2 separate regions of the Mus musculus genome follow, and region 1 is linked to region 2. Evidence: chromatin contacts called from public HiChIP or PLAC-seq data. All regions are on one chromosome and are shown on one strand. Each heading gives the region's core, a stretch centred on a gene start, on an enhancer-like site or on the middle of the called end of the contact. The rest is flanking DNA. Distances are from core to core; before and after follow the strand shown.

Region 1 (5,908 bases), core at 3,234-5,733, 190 kb after region 2:
CAGGGCATTTGATCCCTGGAAGTGGAGTTACAGATGGGGGTGAGTCTCACGTGGACTCTGGAAACCCAACCTGGGTCCTCGGAAGGAGCAGCCAGTGCCTTTAACTGCTGAGCATCTCCAGCCCCTCAGCTTGGTTTTGCCCTGAATCTTTCACCTTCATGGCTACCCTAGGGATTACAGCCTCCATTCCAAATTCATACCTTCTTTTAGCAATGTGCTATGCAGCAATGGCTGACTGCACCCATCATTGTCCAGGAGGCCAGAGCTGACATAAGGCACCATGTCTACATGCGGACCGCCCGAGATGGCAGCTGAAACTCTGTGGATTAGGTACGTTCCTCGCTGCTGTAACTAGGGTTAGCTGCAAACTCAGTTAAAGAAAGAAGGGTTGGTTTTGGCCACAGCTTGGGGTTCAGTCCCACAAGGTGGTGGGGGAGGGGCATGACAGCAGGAGTGTGAGGCAGCTGATCACACGGTGTCAGGAGTAAGCAGAGTGGGATGAAGTGGGTACAAGCTATCTAACCTCAAGGCCCGTCCCTAGCGACCCACCCTTCCAACTAGCCCTCCTGAGGGTTCTAACACCCAGTGCAGAGCACGCCAGCACCCAGGCCCGAGTGTCCACACGGCACGCATGCGTCCTCTGCACTCCCGGGAGCTTGCTCTCTCCTGTCCTTCCATGGTCAGCTGTTCATCTGAAAACATTGGCCTTTGCTGCACAAGCGTGTTGTTCTATGTACCAGTCCGGATCGACAGCTTTATTTTCTTTGAGCCCTTTAAAAACATAGTTCTGGGGGTAGAGGGGCTGGAGAGATGGCTCAGAGGGTAAGAGCACTGACTGCACTTCCGAAGGTCCTGAGTTCAAATCCCAGCAACCACATGGTGGCTCACAACCACCCATAATGAGATCTTGCGCCCTCTTCTAGTGTGCCTGAAGATAGCTACAGTGTACTTATGTATAATAATAAATAAATCTTTAAAAAATAATAAAACATAGTTCTGACTCTGTAAATACAGTCTTCTGGACTGTGTGGCTTCTGAGAAGGCCACTCCACTCTTGTGAACGTGCAGCACCAGTTCCTTGGACTGACTGACATATTCCTTCGTCATCTGGGGCTTTGGCACCGAGTACAGGGGATCTAGGTGCATTTCACTGTATTTATTTTGCTTCGGTTTGCAAATGTCTTGAACTTGTAAATTTATGTCTTTTGTTAAACTGGGGGAACATCTGGCTGTTATTTCTTCAAATATTTTTTCTCTCTCTTGTCCTCCTGGACCTCTGATTATACATGTACTAGACATTTTCATACTGCCCCATAGGTCTCTGGCACTGTTTATTTTTTAAAATCTAATCATTATTACAGTTTTGTTTTCAAGTTCACAAAACATTAGACCTCGAGACCTACATAATTGCATTCACTGTGGCTGACCTCTGAAGGGTTACCATGAACGAGACAGAAGGTAAAGAGAGAGGCAGCCTCGGCTCTCACAGGAAGTTTGTATTAACTAGAAATGTCCTGTACCAGCTGCTACTTAAGGACACAGAGAGAGAGCTGCTAGTCAGGACCGGGGCTGTCACCTAAGACAAGGCCCTGGGTGTGGCCACCGTCACCTAATGTAGGTCTCAGAAAAGGCTCATCCGTGTTGCTATCTGCATCCACAGACAATGGCACAGAGGAACAAGCAGCCCATTCCACTAGTAGGACGGGGAGGCTTAGAAAACAAACTATATGGGACAAGAAAGTCCATAACGGCAATCAACAGTAGTCAAACCAACAGAGACACAGCCAAGCACTTGGGACAGGGAGGACTAAGTGTTTTTTCTATTTAGAGTCACAGTCAGATTTCCACTGTGGAATGAGGTGAGTCTATAATTTCCATTCAGAGAGATGGAGCTGGCATGAGGTCAGTAACTGTTAACTGAGCCTGTGACAGGAGAGACTCGTTGTGGCTGTTCAGACGCAATGGGGCACAGGCGGACTGCAGTGGGTGGCTGGCCTTTCAGATCTAAGAGAAAATGGGTCTGGAAAACACTGTCCACCTGATGCGGGGCATGGGAGATGCCCTCACTTCCACAAATGCCCCTAAGGTTGGCAGCCACCGGTGAAAGGAGGAAAAAAGGGCCCAAAATAAGGGCTGTGCAAGCATTCTACGGGCCTCCCGCAGGAGTGCAGGTTCTCGCCTGAGATTCACAGTCGCGGATCACAACACCCAAGCATCTTGGATCTCCTCTACAGATATCGAGGAAAGCTAAAAGTCAGATTATATCTTGTTTGGTTCGTTTGAGATGACAAAGCTCCATGGATTGTTTTCAAAAGTGGAGAGGACACTAAACGAAGGAGAGAGGATTAAAAGCTCCAGAAAAGGGAGAAGGCAGAACTTGCATAAGCTTCTACCTCGCACTCTGCACCTCGTTCCAAGCATAAGGACCCTCCCTCATGGGGCCAGGCAGAGCCTAGGTGTTACCTGCTGACCAGCCAAACAAGCTTGGAAGGAACTCTAAGGTCTAAAATGTTAGTAAGACCTCACCTGAGACAGCGTCCTCCCCCTCTGCTGAACTTTCCCCTCCCTCCACCGTCCTGGGCCTCTCAAGCCTCCAGATGGCTCTGTGGGCCGGGGCGGCTCCCAGGGCAGCTGAGTTCTTACTGCAGTGCCACCAACTCCTCTGCAGTCCATGGAGTTACTGACTTAAACAGCCAACCAGTTATTTAACCAGTATTCAGACAGGGCTTCACATATTCCAAGCTGGTCTTGGAATCTACTACACACTTGAAGACAGCCTTGGGTTCCCAATCTTCCAGCCTCTGCCTCCCAAAAGCTGAGATGGCAGGTGGGTACTACCACACTGGGCCATCCCAGCTCCCCCAAAGTCTGGCTGTTTGGCTTGGAAGTGACCCCAGGACACAGTTCCTTCCAGGGGAAGCATTTAAACATTCACCCAGACAACTGCTCCCCACTTCCACCCACGACAGTGGCTACTTAGTATGAGAGGGCCACGGGGCCCACGCAGATTTCCCTGGGTGCCAGAGGGAGTTCTGGCCATCCGTCCCTAGGGCAACCCTGGAGAAGTCGAGAACTTCGCATGACACCGTGTGCTGTGAATAAGACTCTCCCGTGGCATGGAACATCCGCAGGGAAAAGCGAGTTTACCTTCCGACTGAACAGCACCTCCAGGAGGCATAAAGGGCTTAAAGGAGAGAACGTGAGAGCTCAAAATAAAAGAAGTCAGCCAGCAAGGGAGTATCCCAGCCTGAAGGACTTCAGGTACCTTCCTGTCCAGCCTCCATGCAAGCCCTAAGGCTGGGAAAGCCCCTGTGGCTACTTGTATGTAGATTCCTGTATTTACCTCATTTGAGAAGGAGTTTATTACTTAAAAAAATAAGCTCCTTCCCAGCACTCGGGAGGCAGAGGCAGGCGGATTTCTGAGTTCGAGGCCAGCCTGGTCGACAAAGTGAATTCCAGGACAGCCAGGGCTACACAGAGAAACCCTGTCTCGAAAAACAAAAACAAAAAACAAAAACAAAACAAAAAACAAAAAAACAAACAAAATAAGCTCCTAACAGTGGGGGTGGGGCTGTCCCTGACTCTTTTGCCTACTTGTAGGACCCTTTTCCTCCTACTGGCTGCCTTGTCCAGCCTAGACGTAATGATATGTGCTAGGTCTTACTGTAATGACTCTGGTGGGTTGATGTCCCTGGGAGACCTGATCTTTTCTGAGGAGAGGCAGAGGTGGGGAGGAAGAGACGGGGAGGCATGGGGTGGGAGGGAGAACTGTGGTTGGGATGTGATATATGAGAAAAGAATAAAAAGAAAGAATTGCAATATTAGACATTCTTAAGCCACAGATACAGCATAGCCCTCTCACCTTACAAACAAGGAAGCTGGCCCAGACAGGCTGAGAGAGTCACTTTGCACCCCAGGCTGTTAAAAGTAGCCCAAGGTTTCCAGGCTGTTAACATGGCCACCTGCCCCACCAGGCACTTTCGGTTTTGGGTAAACGCTGCACACATACACACACATTCTCCAGCTCCAAACTGTGAAAACTCCATTACCATTCCGGTGACCTCTGGAACCCACAGGCAGGACTAGGCTCCCATCCTCTCTGGACTCTTCCTGCTCCCCATGCCCTTCCCACGGCCTAGGAGAAGCTCCTCTACCAGCCACTGACCTCACCCTTCTCCTTGCTAATTTGAATACTCTTCGGGGAGTGTTAGCATTTTGTCTAAACTGAAAATGATGAATGACTTCTTGTGCAACGCAGAAAGTATGTGGCTTTGGGCTCTCCAAGTGACGGAATACCCTCCATGCAGAAACAGACCTCTCTGTCCCCGAGGTGTGCCCGCGTATAAGAACCTGGTAAGGGGCAGGTGAGAACCATGAAGCTCTTGCTCCAAAACAGGTGTTTTATTTGAAAGAAAAACAAAGGTTGTAAATAAGCCTTAAAACAAACTCAGGAAAGAGGAAGTGAGGAGAGGCGACCTAACAAACAGGGGAAATAGCTGCTTCATTACCCAACACGATATTACAGTTATTTTTTCTTTACACATTTACAGGGTTTTAATACAATGCATTTGTAAACCCACCCACTGCTCAGCCTCTGTCTCCATACTACGTGGACACAGGTGAGTGAGTGGTCACACCTCCGAGAACACACTCGTGAACACGCCATTCTAAACCTGTCTAAACTGTTCCTAATTAGGACTCGTGTTAACCCCTAAACCAACGTTTGAGAAGTTTTTCTTATCACATGTGTCTGACTGCACCAGACCTGTAGACCTACTCACAGCCTCCCCTGGCTGTAGGCTCACAGCCTTCTCGGGGAGTAGTCTTAGGCTCGCCACCCAGTGATGTGTCCACCTAGGACCAGAAGTACAACCGGATCTCATGCTGGTCAGAAATCATGTTAAGCATTAAAGAAAAACTCTAAATATTCCGAGTCTTGCTTTTTCTCAGTTTCCACATCAATGGCTGGCTGTGTGTACTCTCCAAGAAAGGAATGCGATCATCTTGGTTACAGACAAACAGATTAAACGACTGCCGACCAACCTTCCACCTTCACACCACATGCCCTCCCTGCAAAGGGCCGAGCACACAGCTACCTTTCCTAGTGGCATGAACAGGCACCGACGAACCTGACATTTTCACAACTCATGGGAAGTCATGAGATCTGGCCTGGGCCCCAGTAGCCAAACATCCCTGGCTGACTTGCCAGGACATAGCCAGATGTCTAGTGAGCATATCCGGGTTGGCCCAGGTCAGGTCATGGCTCTGTTACTATGGGCTAACTTGTCTGTACCCTATAGACTCCAGATAAAACACTTCCAGCCACCAGAGGGGTTCAGGTCACTTGTAAATGGCAGCCGCCTCTATAGCTTCTTTCTCTAAGATGAGCGTGAGCTACAAGGATGAGGTTTTAACCACGTCCTCCAGATTGATTCCCTTATTGGCTGTTTCTCTTTATTAAAGATTTATTTATTCCATGTGATTACACTGTCGCAGTCTTCAGACACACCAGAAGGTGGCATCGGATCCCATTATAGATGGTTGTGAGCCACCATGTGGTTGCTGGGAATTGAACTCAGGACCTCTGGAAGAGCAGTCAGTGCTCTTAACCTCTGAGCCATCTCTCCAGCCCTTGGCTGTTTCTCTCTCTCTCTTTTTTTTTTTCTTTCTTTTTACTTCTTTCTTTGCTTCATATGAGACAGGCTAGCCTTAAACTCACCATGTAACTGTGATCCTGAACTACCTGCACTGTGGTTACAGGTGTGTGAGGCCACATCAGGTTTATACAGTTCTGATAATTAGGTACAAGCACCTCACCCCACTAACTGGTACCTGTGTCCTGCTGGAGCTCACAAGGTATTAATTGAGTGGCTGAGCTTTAAATAAAACCAAGCAAATGATTACCGAG
Region 2 (6,460 bases), core at 155-2,654:
TATTTCTCCCCGCATTTATTCCACGGCGATAGGAAATCTTAATGCACTTTGGTCTCAACCCCAGAGTGTACACTGCAGAGCCTGCCCTAACAAATGTCTTGTCCAACATGAATGAGATTTGTCTTAATCTTTTTTTTTTCTGTTCCTGTGACAAAATATTCCAAGTTAGGTGGTTTATAAAGCAAATGAATTTATAACACATCTAGTGTTTCATAAACTCCAAAATGAAGTTCTGGATCTCCTGTGGCCATCTTGCTGTGTCATAATGTGGAGGACATCCATTGCCAGAGAAGGAGTGTGAGACCAGAAGCAGACGAAGCTCCCGCTTCCCATCGGGACATCCTGTGAGGACATGCATCTCTGTGACCCTGACAGTCCATACTGGATGACAGCAGAGCCCTCCTGGTCCACTCCTTCTTAAAGCCTCACTCTTTTTTTTTTTTAAAGATTTATTTTATTTGTGTTTACTTTATTTGCCCACATGCATTTGCATGTGTACCACATACATGCCTGGTTCCATGGACCCCTGAAACTGGAGTTATAGCTGTAAGCTGCTACGTGGGTGCTGGGAATTGAACCCTGGTCCTCTAGAGTACTATCTGGTGCTCCTAACTGCAGAGCCATCTCTCCAACCCCAAGTCTCACTTCTTCATACTGTCATGATGCCAGTCCAGTTTCAGCATGGCTTTGGCAGGGGGCATTCTAATAATAATAATATAACATAAAATCAAATAATATGCTCCCGATCACAGACTTCAGAGGAAGAAGGGAGACTGGCAGTGTGCCTGGGTAGCAAGATGCTCTGGGTCAGACTGAGCAGTCTTGAAAAAGGAACTAAATGAAATGGGATCAACAGGGAAAGGGCAGGGCAGGGAGAAGGTGCTGGAAGAGGTGACCCAGTTCTTGTTTGTCCTCTGTGAACCTCTGGGCACCGCACACCGACGCGGCAGCAGGCGACCACCGTGATCTCTGCTGCTGAGGGCACTGAGAAAGACTCAGAGCGTGGATAGCTCGCTTATGACTGCCAGTACCCTAAATACTCGCTCCCTCTTGATATCCCGAGACTCAGTGACTGACCGCTGGAGTCAATGTGTTTGTGCCACTGTGAACATTTTTCTCTGGAAAGTGCTGTGAGTGAGCTGCCAACCTCCCAAAAGAGGCTTCATGTGGGTTTCAGCCCAATATCAAAGGAAAAACCATGCAAGTGGCAACAGGCCAGGAGGCCCAAAGTCACTCAAAGCAAAGAAAGCAAGCAGGTGCTGTGGCTAGAAGGGGTCTTCGTCCCCCGAGAATGGGACCCTCTTGTGTTTTTAAAAAAGAAGTAGGCTGGAGAGATGACTAAGCTGTTATAGGTTAAGCTCACAACCAAAAATATAAAAAGGAAGTAGCTATTTGTTATCAGATGCACAGACACACGAATGTATGAAGGCCTAACAAACTGCCTCCAAGTCGCACCCCACAGCCCCCCACTCTTACAGTTCCAAGCATGTCTGACCAGATGCCCTGAAAAACTACAGATGAGGCCCAACATAAAATTGTCAATATCGTTAAGACATGAGATCTCTCTGTGTGTGATTCTTATAGTGTAACCTGATTGTACAGATCTCAAGTGTAAACAGTAGATGACAATGTCATGCTGTAATCCCTAAAGGTTGGGCCCATGAGATAGATCTTTCCTTTACCCTCCAAGGCATTGGGTAGACTGAAGATGGCTTCCATGGTGAAACCCTGCAGGTCATCTCCAGCATCATGGTGGTAGAAACAAGCCTCCAGAGTTCACAGATCTACACTCTTGAAGAACCTCCTCATCACAGACTCACTGAGACTTAACATGGTTTTGTTTTAGGACACAGGGTCTCATCACGTTGCTCAGGCTGGCCTGGAATTCCTGGGCTCAGGTGATCTTTCTGCTGCAGCCTCTTGAGTAGTTGAGTGGTAGATGAAGACTGGCTTGCAGAGAAGTTTGTACAGACCACTGTCACCATGTTTGCTATTATTGGTTGGACTTAACTGAGCGTAAATGTCCCACCTTAGTCACAGCGCATGCATGCTTTCCTGAGCCTACCCCTGTCACTGCAGGATACCCAAGAATCCTTGAAGTATCACCATCTTCATCCTGGAGAGTTCCAGAACACTACAGTAGAATGTAATGTAAAACTGTAATGACCACTGGAGCCTGTCTCTAAATAAGCTCTTTCCTAGCGGTCCTCTTAGGCCTCCAGACCACCAGACTCTGGGCTCCAGCATCGATGTACTTCACAGATAGCTTCAGAATCATGTTTGGGTTGTTAGTTGTATCCGCCCTCCCTCGTAGGGAGTCAAAGTCCTTTGCTCTGGAGACCTTGATAAAAGAAGTCAGGGCAGAAGGCTGGCAAAGATGGGGAAACCAGCTGGGACCACTCAGGGCAGGAGCAGAGGCAATTCACAATGTGGAAATATCAGAACAGGAGGGCTCTGAGCTGGCGGATCAGTCGGGATGTCTAACGTAGCAGAGAACCCCATGTTCTCTGTGACCACAGGGGCAAATGCATTTCTGTTACTGGGTTACATTGCTGCTCTGTGTCTCACATCTTCCCATCTGAGATCTCAACCAATGAAGCAACCATGCCCTGCAAAACATCGAGAGAGGAGTGCACTCACATAACGTTTCTTGGTTAGAGAGTAGGCATTCCCCCGACGTAAGCTCCACGCCCTCAGGTGTAGCCTGCCTCACGGCCAACCATGGTCAATGGGATGGAAATGTATCATTCTTTAACAGGGAATTATGGGTATGAATGATCATGATACCAACCTTAATGACTACAGGCAAGGCATCTCCAGTCGTGTGATAACCTGGGGAAACTGAGGCACTGAGTAGCAATGTGGCTTGCCTGCTGGCTGTAAAGCATGAGGTTGGAGTATCAGCGCCTGCACCACATTCCTTAGCCATCTCTCCTGGTTCTTAGTCCTAAGCCTGAGCTTCCAAGATATTGTCTAAGATGTCTTCCCAGATGCTAATGGGCAGGCAGGGCAGTTTTAACACATGCCAGAGACTTGATTCTCCCTGTGGAGTGTGCGGTTTTCCAAGTCAGAAGAAGGTACAACGTCCCATCTTTTCGCTCTAAGCCTCATGGACCCTGCTGGAGGGGGAAGAGAGTTCCTGACAAAACACTGTGGGGAACAGCAACGTGATGCCACTCATCAAATGGACTCCAATTTGCCCCCGGAGATATGAAATTTGAGTTTGATGTTGCTGTGAGGAATGCTTTAAAATAACATAGCCTGCCTATAAATTCTTCCCAGCTTAGACATGGACGAGCTTTCCCTTTTAGGACAGTCATGTGACTGTGCGGGGCCATCATTAATTTTGACCATTTTTTTCCGTTTTCATTTCTTTTCAGTTTTCGCCAAAAATGCAATAAATGTCACGGAACAGATCTTCATAAAGCCATTGGTGGATGAATCACGGGGTATCTGGAAAATGTTTTCTTTTCCTTTCTAGTGCAACGGCCTTTTTCTCTTTAATAAAAAACAACAAATGCCACAGCTCCTGCCTCCACAGTAAAAATGTCTTACAAAACAAAAGCCTGGGCTTTGGTGTGTCATGACTACACGCCTCTTCACTCAGGGCATCTTAGGGAACCTACATAGTCTCTGTCTGGAGCTGTGAATCTGTTCTGGAAATGGCTTCAGATATCAGACCATCTCAGGTCACTGGCATACCGTTTTGCACAATGGTTCCTTTGATTTGTAACATATGTGAAATTAAAATAAGCTTTATATGATTTTTTTTGTATTTCCATAAACCCTCTAAGAAGTCAGACCCTAGTCAAATGGCTCAAAATAAAACTGAACCACACTTGTCTCCTTTTATCAAAGGTTTCTGACCAGATGGAAGGGAGATTAAAAAAAAAAAAAAAAGCCAAGTCCAGGAAGACTGTCCCCTTCCTGTCTCCCGAGTAGGTGGCTCTGAGAAGAGCCTGCATGTCATCTACCCAGTCTCCCTGAACCTTAGTCCTACAGAGCAGACCCTGGGACAGAATCTGTGCCAGGGAGGGAGACAGAGTTATGAAAAGCTGCTCTTTATGTGAAAGCAAAATAGATTTCTGAGCTAGGACACATTCAGAGGCAGAGCATCAGCCTAGAAGGAGCAAGGAGCTGACACCCAAATCCAGCAGGGAAAATAAAGAAAGAAGGAAAGAAAGAAGGGAAGGAGAGAGGGGAGGAGGGAGAGAGGCAAAGGCTGGGGATGCAGCTCAGTTGGCAGAATGCTTGCCTACAGTGTATGAAGCCCTGGGTTCAATCCCCGACACCTCTTAAACCAGTCGCATTAGTAAACAATTGTAATGCCAGCACCCAGAGAGGCAGGAAGATCAGAAGGTCAAGGTTGTCTTCAGCTACATAGCAAGTTTAAGGCCAGCCTGGGTTACATGAGACTCTGATTCAAAGAGAGATGCAGGGTAGTTCTACTGCCCATCTCTTGAACAAGGGGAGTCTAATTGCTCTGTTTGTTCAAGTAATTTACACCTATCTGCCCTCCTCTTCCCAAGTCCCTTGTAGGCCAGATACCCTGCAGAACCCAGTAGTTCCTAGTATGATCAGTATGGATAGGCTACCCAAAGACTGCTTCTACTCAAGAATTTGTGGTATACAGGGGACAGATGACATCAGAATCCCGTGGGGGCTAGAAGACCTTGTCTCCTTTGTTGCTTTGATGTGTCTCTGTGTCCCCATACTATCATGGATCATGGACCAACATGACATGCCTCATCACCAGTCTCTGGGGCACTTCCTCTTGGTGTGAAACTATTTTCTATGCCTCAGTATTCAGTTAGCTAACATCATTCATTCGCACACACCCCATATGTACTTTATAAAAGCTAACACGCCGAGAAACGGATGTCCAACACTGACAAGTTTGGGATCTTCATTCCAGCAGTGATGTTAACATATCAGCTAAGAACTCTTCCAGAAATTAAACACCACACACACACACACACACACACACACACACACAGACAGAGAGAGAGAGAGAGAGAGAGGTATGCACACATGCACACACATGCACACATGGAGTTTTTGGACCATATGCATACATTTGCATATAATTTCTATTTTTGTTTCAGGACAATGTTTGCCACTTTTCTTACTGGCCTACATTAAATCCAAGATGATAAGATTTCAGAGCCGGAGAGGTGGCTCCGCAGTTAAGAGCACCGTCTGCTCTTCCAGAGGACCCATGTTTGACTCCCAGCACCCAGGTGACAGCTCACACCCACCTATAACTCCATTTACAATGAATCCCATGCCCTCCTCTGGCCTTGATAGTCACTACATACATGTAGCACATGACACAGCACTACATACATGTAACACATGACACAGATGCAGATAAAATACCCATAATGATAAAAATCGTTTTGATTAGTTATTTTATTGGTTAGGAAGCATCCTCCACTGCTACAGAGGTTTCTTCTACAAACTCCTGCCCACCCAACCCTGCATCATGGCACAGCCACAGAACAGAGAAAAACAGGGTGGAGAAGAGCATTCAACCAGGCCTTCTCCTCTCTGAGGCAAAATAGAGAAACTGCTAGGTTTTTCCTTGTTCTAGGACCCGTGGAACCTAGTGTTCCCACACACCACACCTCATAGCTCAACGAGGACAGACTTCCCCCAATTGCTCTGGCTCACCCAACTGCTGCCTCGGTGCTGAACGGTGAGCTATTGTTCTGTGTAGAAGAAAATAACCCTTTCACGAGTAACCTCCCCACCCACCCAGTGACCTGAACTTCATCTCAGAGGGCACACCCTGCCAGGTGACCCCAAGTGTCCCACGCCCAAAGCCACCTCTTTCCTGCTGGCTACTGCCACTGCCTGAAGTCTCCTGACACTGTACTCTTGGGCCAGAACTCCAGGGTGAGTGGCCACTTAACCTTTTCCGTGCCTGAGGGGAAGCTGGCCACGAGTCAGTGGACCTTTCCTGTACCAAGTGGATGTCACAGCAGATTGAGACACATTTGCAGTGTTGTTGCCGTTTTGGCTTTGTTGGGGAGCAGTAGCCTCCTGGAGCAAGCCCCTTCCACACCTGTAGGATCTTTCACCTTGCAATGATGAGAGGGTGGCAAAGAGCAAGGTGTGTGTGCTCGGTGCGTGTTTTTCTAGCAGGGTAGTAAGAAAACATTTGCTACCTATGGTGTTTCTGGAAGTCAGTGAAGCACACCTCTACCATGTGGATTACATCACCTCTGCCTCAAGCTTGGCTTTTCCAACACATGCTAGCTGGTCGCCTGCAGTGAGGCAAATCCTATAGAAATGGCAACTTATGCTGGCGGGTGATGAGGTGGTAAGTCACCAGACATGCTTGATGCATGATGTACGCATGTGCATGAGCATGTGCATGTGTGCACATGTGTGTGTACACGTGTTCATGTGTGTATGTGTGTATGCATGTGCATGCATGTGTGTGCATGCATGTGCA

What was found. HiChIP or PLAC-seq counts read pairs in DNA pulled down with a chosen protein or histone mark.
Region 1: an H3K27ac HiChIP or PLAC-seq map of the HPC-7 cell line shows a contact between it and region 2, with 7 times the contacts expected there. The contact joins two enhancer-like sites. A contact is called at or near these places in 7 of 484 Hi-C or Micro-C datasets (the AtT-20 cell line, the G1E-ER4 cell line, the N1E-115 cell line and 4 more), 6 of 115 datasets of contacts at active chromatin or transcription factors (the HPC-7 cell line, acute myeloid leukemia, bone marrow-derived macrophages and 3 more) and 4 of 9 other capture datasets (adipose tissue, embryonic stem cells, liver and 1 more).

The regions. Positions count from the first base shown.
Region 1 is chr16:94,218,993-94,224,900 of GRCm38.p6, forward strand. All of the region lies in intron 6 of Hlcs (holocarboxylase synthetase (biotin- [propriony-Coenzyme A-carboxylase (ATP-hydrolysing)] ligase)), which reads right to left. Among named protein-coding and RNA genes, the nearest start is that of Hlcs, 68 kb to the right of the region's middle. Within about 2 kb of position 4,484, at least 100 of the 459 cell types and tissues checked have an H3K27ac peak or open chromatin away from gene starts, as enhancers often do. A contact at or near this core is called in the G1E-ER4 cell line and the HPC-7 cell line, where this site is marked.
Region 2 is chr16:94,031,042-94,037,501 of GRCm38.p6, forward strand. Gm31175 (a long non-coding RNA gene) reads right to left here. Exons shown (of 6, transcript XR_876272.2): 6 at 592-2,609. Among named protein-coding and RNA genes, the nearest start is that of 2410003I16Rik, 24 kb to the left of the region's middle. Within about 2 kb of position 1,405, at least 6 of the 459 cell types and tissues checked have an H3K27ac peak or open chromatin away from gene starts, as enhancers often do. A contact at or near this core is called in the G1E-ER4 cell line and the HPC-7 cell line, where this site is marked.